3 separate regions of the Sus scrofa genome follow, and regions 2 and 3 are each linked to region 1. A link is a contact called in public Hi-C and HiChIP or PLAC-seq data. All regions are on one chromosome and are shown on one strand. Each heading gives the region's core, a stretch centred on a gene start, on an enhancer-like site or on the middle of the called end of the contact. The rest is flanking DNA. Distances are from core to core; before and after follow the strand shown.

Region 1 (2,700 bases), core at 137-2,636:
TTAACTCTCAACAATGGAAATTTGGTTTCTAAACGTTCTTCTTTCCTATTGACTTTATCCAGGTAAAACAATGAGTACAGCAAATCCCGGATTGGTTCTCAAGGCAGGCATTCATTTAAACTCCTTTCTGCTTGTAGTTTATCATCTAATTGTAGATTGAGGTAGCTCATTTGATCAACATTAATTCTAATAAATAGCAGTAATAAAAATAAACAGCCTCTTTTCAAAACTGAATTCAATTCTGAAATCTCTCAAGGGAAGCCATGGATTATTTAAAAGGAAATCACTTGACATAATAAACATTGTCTAAACATAAAAACAATGGTGAAACTATATAAACTCATCTAGGCTAAAGAAACAAACAGAAACATTTAGTGGTAGATAAAAACATCTCCCTGAACTGATTTAAAATTAAGATAAACACTAAGTCACCTTACTATCCAAAATGCTACATCTTTCCATTTTAGTGCAGTGCTCTCCAACTGTGTAATTTATTAATTTTTTACCTTCACTTTCTTTTTATCTGTGTAATTAAAATTTTTCCAGTAGCTAGCTAAATTTAAAAAGTAAAACACTGAAATAATTTGAATACTTTAACTCAATATATCAAAACTATCGTTTCAACATGTAATCAACATAAAATTAAGGAGATGTCTTTGATACCGGCATATGATTTACACTCAAAATACATTTCAATTCCTACTAACCTCATGTTAAGGCTCAGTAGCCACCTATGGCTATCATATTGGGCAGGAACCTTAAGGAACTTCAATATTAGCTGATTCTTTACATTCTGAGTTTGACAATTTCTTGTATGTTACACGCTGTCTCTAAGGTACTTAGAGATCTGTGAAGTAGGAGATTATTTTCACGATCCCTTGTGGTCCAAGACGCCACAAGCATTAAAAGCAGCGAGGGAGGAATGCAATGGGACACCCCAGCGCCCAGGAACGTGGCTTGGAGGAGGGCCTAAGCGGCTCTGAGCAAGGACCGGCGCAGAGGCTGTGGACACAGCATTGGGGAGTTGGTCTGCGAGACGGCTCGGGGGCCCCCCTGGAACCCCAGGTCTTTTCCTGGGCGCCCTGGAACACCAGAGTCGGACAAAGGGAAAGCAGTCTCTGAGCTGGACACAGGGCTCCGCTTCACCGACAGAGGACAGCCCAGGACTGCAGGGCTGGCCTTCCCGCGCGCCTCCGCCGGACGCAGAGAGGTGGGCGGCGGCCGGAACCCGGAGCTGGGGTAAAGCCCCGCCCGCCTCTGGCGGCAGAAGCCACCCAGGGGCGCGCTCACGACCGTGACGCTACGGGCGCGAGGGCGGTGGGGTGGGCGGAGAGGAGCCGCATGCACCGCCCCTCGGAGGGCCGGGGCGGGGCGGGGTGCACCAGGGAGTCGGGGCGCCACCGCGGGTTTCGATTAGTGCTCGGAGCTGCGGCGGCTGAGCAGGGCTCGGATCTGTGCTGCCAGGAGCCCAGCCACTAGGCTGCGGGAAGGCGGAAGGGGCAGCGGCGGAGGGGGCGTAGGCGCGCAGGGTCCGGCCCGCGGCGCCGAGGCGGGGGAGAGGCGAGCCGGAGCGTGGGGCCACGGCCTCCCTGATCACTGAGCCCGGCCACCGCAGCGCCTGTAGCCGCGAGCGCGCCCAGGCCAGCGCGCGGGCGAGTGCGCGCGGGCGGGGGCGCGCAGGCCCTGCCCGCCCCTTCCGTCCCCACCCCCTCCTCCCCTTCCTCTCCCCACCTTCCTCTCCCCTTCTGCGCCCCCGCGCCGGGCGCCCACCCTGTCGTCCTCCTACGGGAGCGCTGTCCGCGGCGGCGGCCGGAGCGGGCCGGGCCGGGCCGGGGGATGGCGCTGCTGGACCTGGCCCTGGAGGGAATGGCCGTCTTCGGGTTCGTCCTCTTCTTGGTGCTGTGGCTGATGCATTTCATGGCCATCATCTACACGTGAGTGAGGGGCAACCGGAGGAGCCCGTAGCGGGGGTCGAGGCCTCGGCGACCGGCGAGAGTAGACAGGATTTCGCTTTGGAAGGAATTGGGCTCGGATAAGGGTGGAGGAAGCTAATTCTCAGACTCTTCCTTCCATTCCCTCTCCCCTTGGACCAGCTGGGGCGGCGGGGGCGGGAGGGGGGGTTCCTTGGGAGAGAAAAGTGGCAAGTGAGGGGGTGGTTGGGCTGCCGACGACTGCACAGCCAGGGGAAAGGAGGCTGTGCTCTTTTTACGAGTCGAGCGGAAGGCTGCTTGACTGTGTTGGGGGTTCGTGTGATTTTTCATCTGGGCCAAATGTATGGTGTATTGTTTGGTTGGTTTTTTTCTCTCGACCTGGGCCATATTTCTATTATGGTAATAATCGTTTCCACTCTTCTGGGAGCGGCATTCAGCCACCTGGAAACCTCCCTGTGGATTTTCTTCTTCCTGGAAGAGCTCTATGCCTTTAGATAGGTGTGAAGCACCTGTCCACCTTGGAAAATGTCACCAAGCCTCTGAGCTGGCGTTATAGCCTGGAGTCTTGTCAGCTTGTACATTTCAGTGTGGTTTTCTCTCCCCCCCCCCAAGTCTTTATTTATTGTCTTGGTTAGATTTGTGTGTCTCCCCCCCCCCAACACCTTTTCATTAGATGCCATTCACTGGGGACACAGTGGCAAGCACGACAGAATTCCTGTCCTCGTGGAGCTTACATGCCAGAAGGGAAAGACAGATAATAATTGAATAA
Region 2 (2,700 bases), core at 156-2,655, 89 kb after region 1:
CTGTAAAATTCACCAGTAATTTTACCGAGTTGTGTAACCAACAGCATAATTTAGTTGTTTTTCTTTTTTTTTTTCATTTTCTTTTTTCTTTTTGGCTGCCCCATGGCAAATGAAGTTCCCAGGCCAGGGATCCAATCTGAGCCACAGTTGCAACCTACACTGCAGCTGCAGCTATACTGCATTCTTTAACCCACCATGCTGGGGATCGAACCTGTGTCCTGCTACTGCAGAGACGCCACCAATTACGTGGCCCTGCAGCGGGAATTCCCAGCACAATTCATTTTTAAACGTTCCCATTACCCCAGTAAGATCTCACACACCCATTTATGGTTAATCCTCCATTCCTAGGTCCTAACGCCAGGCAACCAGTCATCTACTTTCTGTCTCTATGAATTGGCCTTTTCTGGACATTTTATCTCCACAGAAGGATCAGTAAGTGACCCTCTGTGTCTGGCTTCTTTCACTTAACATAACGTCTTTGAAGTTCATGCATGTTGTTTCATGTATATATATCTTGTTCCTTTTTATTACTAAATATCATTTCAAATGTGTGGATTTGGGAGTTCCTGTGGTGGCTTAATGGTTAATGAACCCAACTAGTATCCATGAGGACTCGGGTTCAAGTATCCTGGCCTCACTCAGTGGGTCAAAGATATAGCATGGTCATGAGCCGTGGTGTAGGTCGCAGACGCAGCTCGGATCCCACCCTAACCCTAACCCTAAGCCGAACCCTAACCCTAACTCTAACCGGGTGGTGTAGACCGGCGGCTACAGCTCTGATTTGACCCTTACCCTGGGAACCTCCATATGCCATGGGTGCAGCCCTTAAAAAAAAAAAAAAAAAAAAAAAAGACAAAAATGTGGATCCGAATGGACTAAAGGAGCAGTTCTGGCCCATGGCTCCCTCCTCTAGCTCCCTTTCCTAGAGCGAAGGTCCAACATCCCCACGGCCAGGGCCTCGCCCAGCTCTGAGCAACCCCCCTCCAATTCTGTCTTCATGGGAAGGGCAAAACTGAGCCACCTCACCACGCCCTTGGAACCAAGCTGCTTTAGCTGTGTCCTCAAACCAGTGTTTTCTGGAGGCCCCGAGTCTGCCTGATCACACTGAACACTCCCTGCAGGGAGAAACTGGATCTTCAGTTGCTTCTGATTTGTCTCCATCTCCCGACCGTGGTGATGAGCAGAAAGCAAGTGTCTGAGAGGCGCCTGTGAGGGATGCTCGTGGGTGAAGGAAAGATGCAGCAGAGACCGTGGATAATAATCCCTCTGCTCTTGCCATCCCTTCACCCCCAGCTGCCTGGCCCTCCGTGTGTGTGTTCGTGCCACAGCATCGAGTGGGGCCAGCGGGGCTCAGAGCAAGAGCTGGGCTGTGTCAGCTCCCCTGAGGCCACGGGCCCAGATGTCCCAGCAGTCAGTTCCTAGAATATTCTGGAAAGAGCAAGGACTCCTTCCAACAGGCACTGGCCCGGAGTGACCTTCAAAAAGCTTTCTTTTCTGGAATGGAGGAAAAGCACTTACCCAGGAGCCGAAAGGAGGCAATGTGCTAAGATTTGCGTGGCATAGGAGGCCCCAGCATGGTAACACCCTTCCCCCCCTTAATTATTTCATCTTCTCCCTTCTCCTTGCGTTTTCTCCCCCCCCTTTTTCCCCCCCCCCACTCTCTCTGAGTCAGCAGATGATGGAACAGTGAGGCTGCTTTAGAGTGTCAGCAGCAGTGGTGCTCACTCAACACCTAAATGTACTGCTATCTCTGTGGAAGGATTTAGCCTTTTGGAGAAGGTGTTCCAAGGACTCTGAATTCAGTTTGGATCTGGCAGATAAGCCGTTCTCAGATGTGTTTTGTTTGCTTTGTAGAGTACAAGTCCCAGAGAGGTCCTGCTTGTCTGTTTTAATTTTTGTATTCCTTGTCAACACTTAAAAATGTAGAGATTTCCCCTCCACAATTAAAACCAAATCATTAATAAAAACATTTTTTTTTAAAAACAAACAAAAAAAACCCATAGGGATTTCCTATTAAAATCTGGATTTCTATCTTCTGTTGGGAAAAAAACAAAAACAAAAGAAAAACAACAACAACAACAGAAAAAACGCAGGAGATCTGGCCACTGGGTTTCATGCTTTGAAGGAAAACATCCCCAGATCTCTCTTTCTCTGATGACCAGGGTCAGTTTTTCTTCACACAAACTCATTTGCATTACCTGCCTGGCCCCTGAGACACTTGAATCTGTGTCCTTCTGAAACTGAAACATCTCTGACTCAAAACCAGCCTAAACTCAGATTGGGATTTGAACTCACGGGTTGCTGGTTTGGGTTTTTTTTTTTTTTTTTGGTCTTTTGCCTTTTGAGGGCCACACTTGCAGCATATGGAGGTTCCCAGGCTAGGGGTCCAACTGGAGCCATAGCTGCTGGCCTGCGCCAGAGCCACAGCAAAGCAGTACCTTAGCCACATCTTTGACCTACACCACAGCTCCCGGCAACGCCGGACACTGAACCCACTGAGCAAGACCAGGGATCGAACCCGTGTCCTCATGGCTGCTAGTTGGGTTCGTTACCCACTGAACCATAATGAGAACTTGGAACCCATGAGTTTTAAATTAGAATCACCCTCTTGGGGTCTGGAGTTCCTGAGGCTCAGGTTCTTTGTGTCTCAGCACAGAAGGAATTCAGCGAGAGGCAAAGGGATAGGCAAGAACTGGGTTT
Region 3 (2,700 bases), core at 1-2,500, 110 kb before region 1:
TTCCAACAAAATTAATGTAATCAATGGAGGAAAAATCTCTTATGGCCTCATGCCTCAAATAGCTGGAGAGCCTCAGCAAAATTGTAAAGAAAAAAAAAGCATTCGACTTTTGCCCACCTAGTCCTTTCTCCTCTGCATGATTTTACCTTTTGTTGTTGTTGTTGTTGTTGTTTTTTGTCTTTTTGCCATTTCTTGGGCTTCTCTCGCGGCATATGGAGGTTCCCAGGCTAGGGGTCTAATCGGAGCCGTAGCCACCAGCCTACGCCAGAGCCACAACAACACGGGATCCGAGCCGCGTCTGCAACCTACACCACAGCTCACGGCAACGCCGGGTTGTTAACCCACTGAGCAAGGGCAGGGATTGAACCCGCAACCTCATGGTTCCTAGTCGGATTCGTTAACCACTGCACCACCACAGGAACTCCGATTTTACCTTTTAAATTCTCCAGTTCATCCTGAGACAGACATGTAGGGAATGGAGGTGGTCTACAAAGCTTACAAGTGAGACCAATTCTGATTCTAGCACTCTAAAGTTTGTTCAAACATGTTTGATTTAAAACTAATTACAGGGAGTTCCCTTTGTGAGGCAGAGGAAATGAATCCAACTAGTATCCATGAGGATGAGGGTTCAATCCCTGGCCTTGCTCTGTAGGCCAGTGGGGATCCAGCATTGCCATGAGTTGTGGTATAGGTCACAGAGGTGGCCTGGATCCTAGGTTGCTGTGGCTGTAGTGTAAGCTGGCAGTTGTAGCTCTGATTCAACCTGTAGCCTGGGAGCTTCCATATGCTGCAAGCATGGCCCTAAAAAGCAAAAAACAAACAAACAAACAAACAAAACAAACCAAAACCAAAAAACTAATTACAATGACAACTAATATAGCAAAATAGCTACCACAGAAATGTGATATATCGGACCTATTAGGAAACATACTCCTAACAGTAAGTTGCTGGAAAAGGTTTTTCCTCTCTACCCCCACCCTACCATGTTTGAGTTACTTTAGAAGCTCAGCTAATAGTGTCAGTGCTTTAACAGTTTCTGGGCTCAGGGAGGGAAGGTAAAACCTACCTCCATTCCTCAATAGTCTCTGAGTGGAAAGAGAAAAAGGAAAATGACAAACTGCTCAGAAAGCCAAGTTCCCCAAAGCAAAAGTCACCTTGAAGGGGAAGTAATAGTCTCTTGTTCTGGGCAATGGCCTCTCAGTTAAGCAACTTTAGAATGCCATGAGGGAGGAATAACATGAAGTGATGTCTCTAATGACCAAATACGTCATTGGTATATGTGTGTGCTTAATAAATCTGTGGTGTAGAGCAGGCAGGCAGGGCCATCCCTTTGCCTGGGGATAACTTAAAATGCCAAAAAAGAACTTGTTATAAAAACTAACCTCCTGAGAGACTATTTATGGGAATCTGTTAAATTCCCAACCATCACGGGCCAAGAACTTCCCATGATACACCAAAGAAAGCTAGCCAATCTGTTCCATAACTAAGCAGGGTTTACTTGAGACAATTTAAAGATGGTTCATTCATATATCCAATCTGTAGGTATTAATAAAGTCATATTAACAGTAAAAACCCAAAGGGCATTCATTTATATTTCCATCTTCACCTCCCACTTCCAAAACAGACCTAGTCATCTTTCCTTTCTACAGGCTCATCCTAGTACTTCTGGGAATCCAGGAGGGCATTTATCACTTATGAGGTCTTGTTTTCCAACTACCCTTTTTTGATGGAGCCACTTGAGGGCAGCATCACACCATAACCAATGTTCTTTATAACTACACAAAGGTTGTTTTACCAAGGATGCTACCTACTTACCTTCTTATAGCTATACAACTTGTCCTGGATTTTTACACTCTTACCACTAGTGTATGTGCCAACACAGATATAAGGAGACTGTTTTCCTCTATTGTAAAGGAGTGTTAAATTGTCATGAAGAAACAAAATTCTGGCTAGTTAACTATGAAAAGAAGAAGAAAAAAGGTCTACTGACAAGAAAGTAGATAGATGTGTTCTTTGCACAAGATACTTTTGTCTTAGAAAACCCAACATAAATAAATGAAAACAATTAAGGAGTTCACTAAGGTGTCTGGTAAAAATTGGAAAATCAATAGTTTTGAAATATATATAAAAACCTTATCATAAGGGTTGGGAGACCAGCAGGAGAAGCTCTCATGCTCTGCTATGACAGCAGAGCCCATCAGAAGAAGAAAGACACCTCTTCTTTCTAGGTAAGAACTCAACCAATAAAAAGCCAGGGCCTCTGTGTACTTTACCTTCCTAGTTTCCTTCCCCCTCTATAAAAGAGTTATCCTTCCCTTGCCAGGGGAGGACTTGCACACGACTCACCATGGCTGCTAACCCAGAACTGCAATTCTCTGTTGATCCCAAATAAACTCATCTTTGCTGGAGAAATACCTAGCAGTGTATTTCAGATCAACAACACATTTATGAGTGTGCTTTAAATAAAAAACAGTATTAACTGGGAAATTTATGATACATAAATAAGATTAAAAGCTGCGCCATGCATTGGAAGAAAATAAGGATATGGTGAAATGTTACCCGAATACTGTTAACATTTAAAAATACTGTTAAGAAAAAAAAAATAAAAATACTGTAAGGCATACCTGGTGTGATCACAATAATAAAAGGATTTATATATAGATTATAGGATTATATGTTTTTCATAAAGTGACAGTCTAT

Evidence for each region. Hi-C and Micro-C count contacts between places; a contact is called where the count stands out from the background. HiChIP or PLAC-seq counts read pairs in DNA pulled down with a chosen protein or histone mark.
Region 2: a contact with region 1 is called in a Hi-C map of skeletal muscle, with 1.9 times the contacts expected there. The contact joins the enhancer-like site here to the promoter of UGCG in region 1. A contact is called at or near these places in 2 of 5 promoter capture datasets (fetal liver and liver), 7 of 47 Hi-C or Micro-C datasets (embryonic fibroblasts, fetal heart ventricle, fetal liver and 3 more) and 2 of 2 datasets of contacts at active chromatin or transcription factors (alveolar macrophages and skeletal muscle).
Region 3: an H3K27ac HiChIP or PLAC-seq map of alveolar macrophages shows a contact between it and region 1. The contact joins the enhancer-like site here to the promoter of UGCG in region 1. A contact is called at or near these places in 1 of 5 promoter capture datasets (liver), 4 of 47 Hi-C or Micro-C datasets (embryonic fibroblasts, heart right ventricle and skeletal muscle) and 2 of 2 datasets of contacts at active chromatin or transcription factors (alveolar macrophages and skeletal muscle).

The regions. Positions count from the first base shown.
Region 1 is chr1:252,650,464-252,653,163 of Sscrofa11.1, forward strand. It overlaps UGCG (ceramide glucosyltransferase), which reads left to right and starts at 1,387. Exons shown (of 8, transcript XM_021067532.1): 1 at 1,387-1,934. The coding sequence starts at 1,837.
Region 2 is chr1:252,739,671-252,742,370 of Sscrofa11.1, forward strand. No RefSeq gene overlaps it. Among named protein-coding and RNA genes, the nearest start is that of UGCG, 89 kb to the left of the region's middle. Within about 2 kb of position 1,406, at least 15 of the 83 cell types and tissues checked have an H3K27ac peak or open chromatin away from gene starts, as enhancers often do. A contact at or near this core is called in alveolar macrophages and skeletal muscle, where this site is marked.
Region 3 is chr1:252,539,526-252,542,225 of Sscrofa11.1, forward strand. The region is part of intron 3 of C1H9orf84; the gene reads right to left. Among named protein-coding and RNA genes, the nearest start is that of C1H9orf84, 14 kb to the right of the region's middle. Within about 2 kb of position 1,251, at least 4 of the 83 cell types and tissues checked have an H3K27ac peak or open chromatin away from gene starts, as enhancers often do. A contact at or near this core is called in alveolar macrophages, where this site is marked.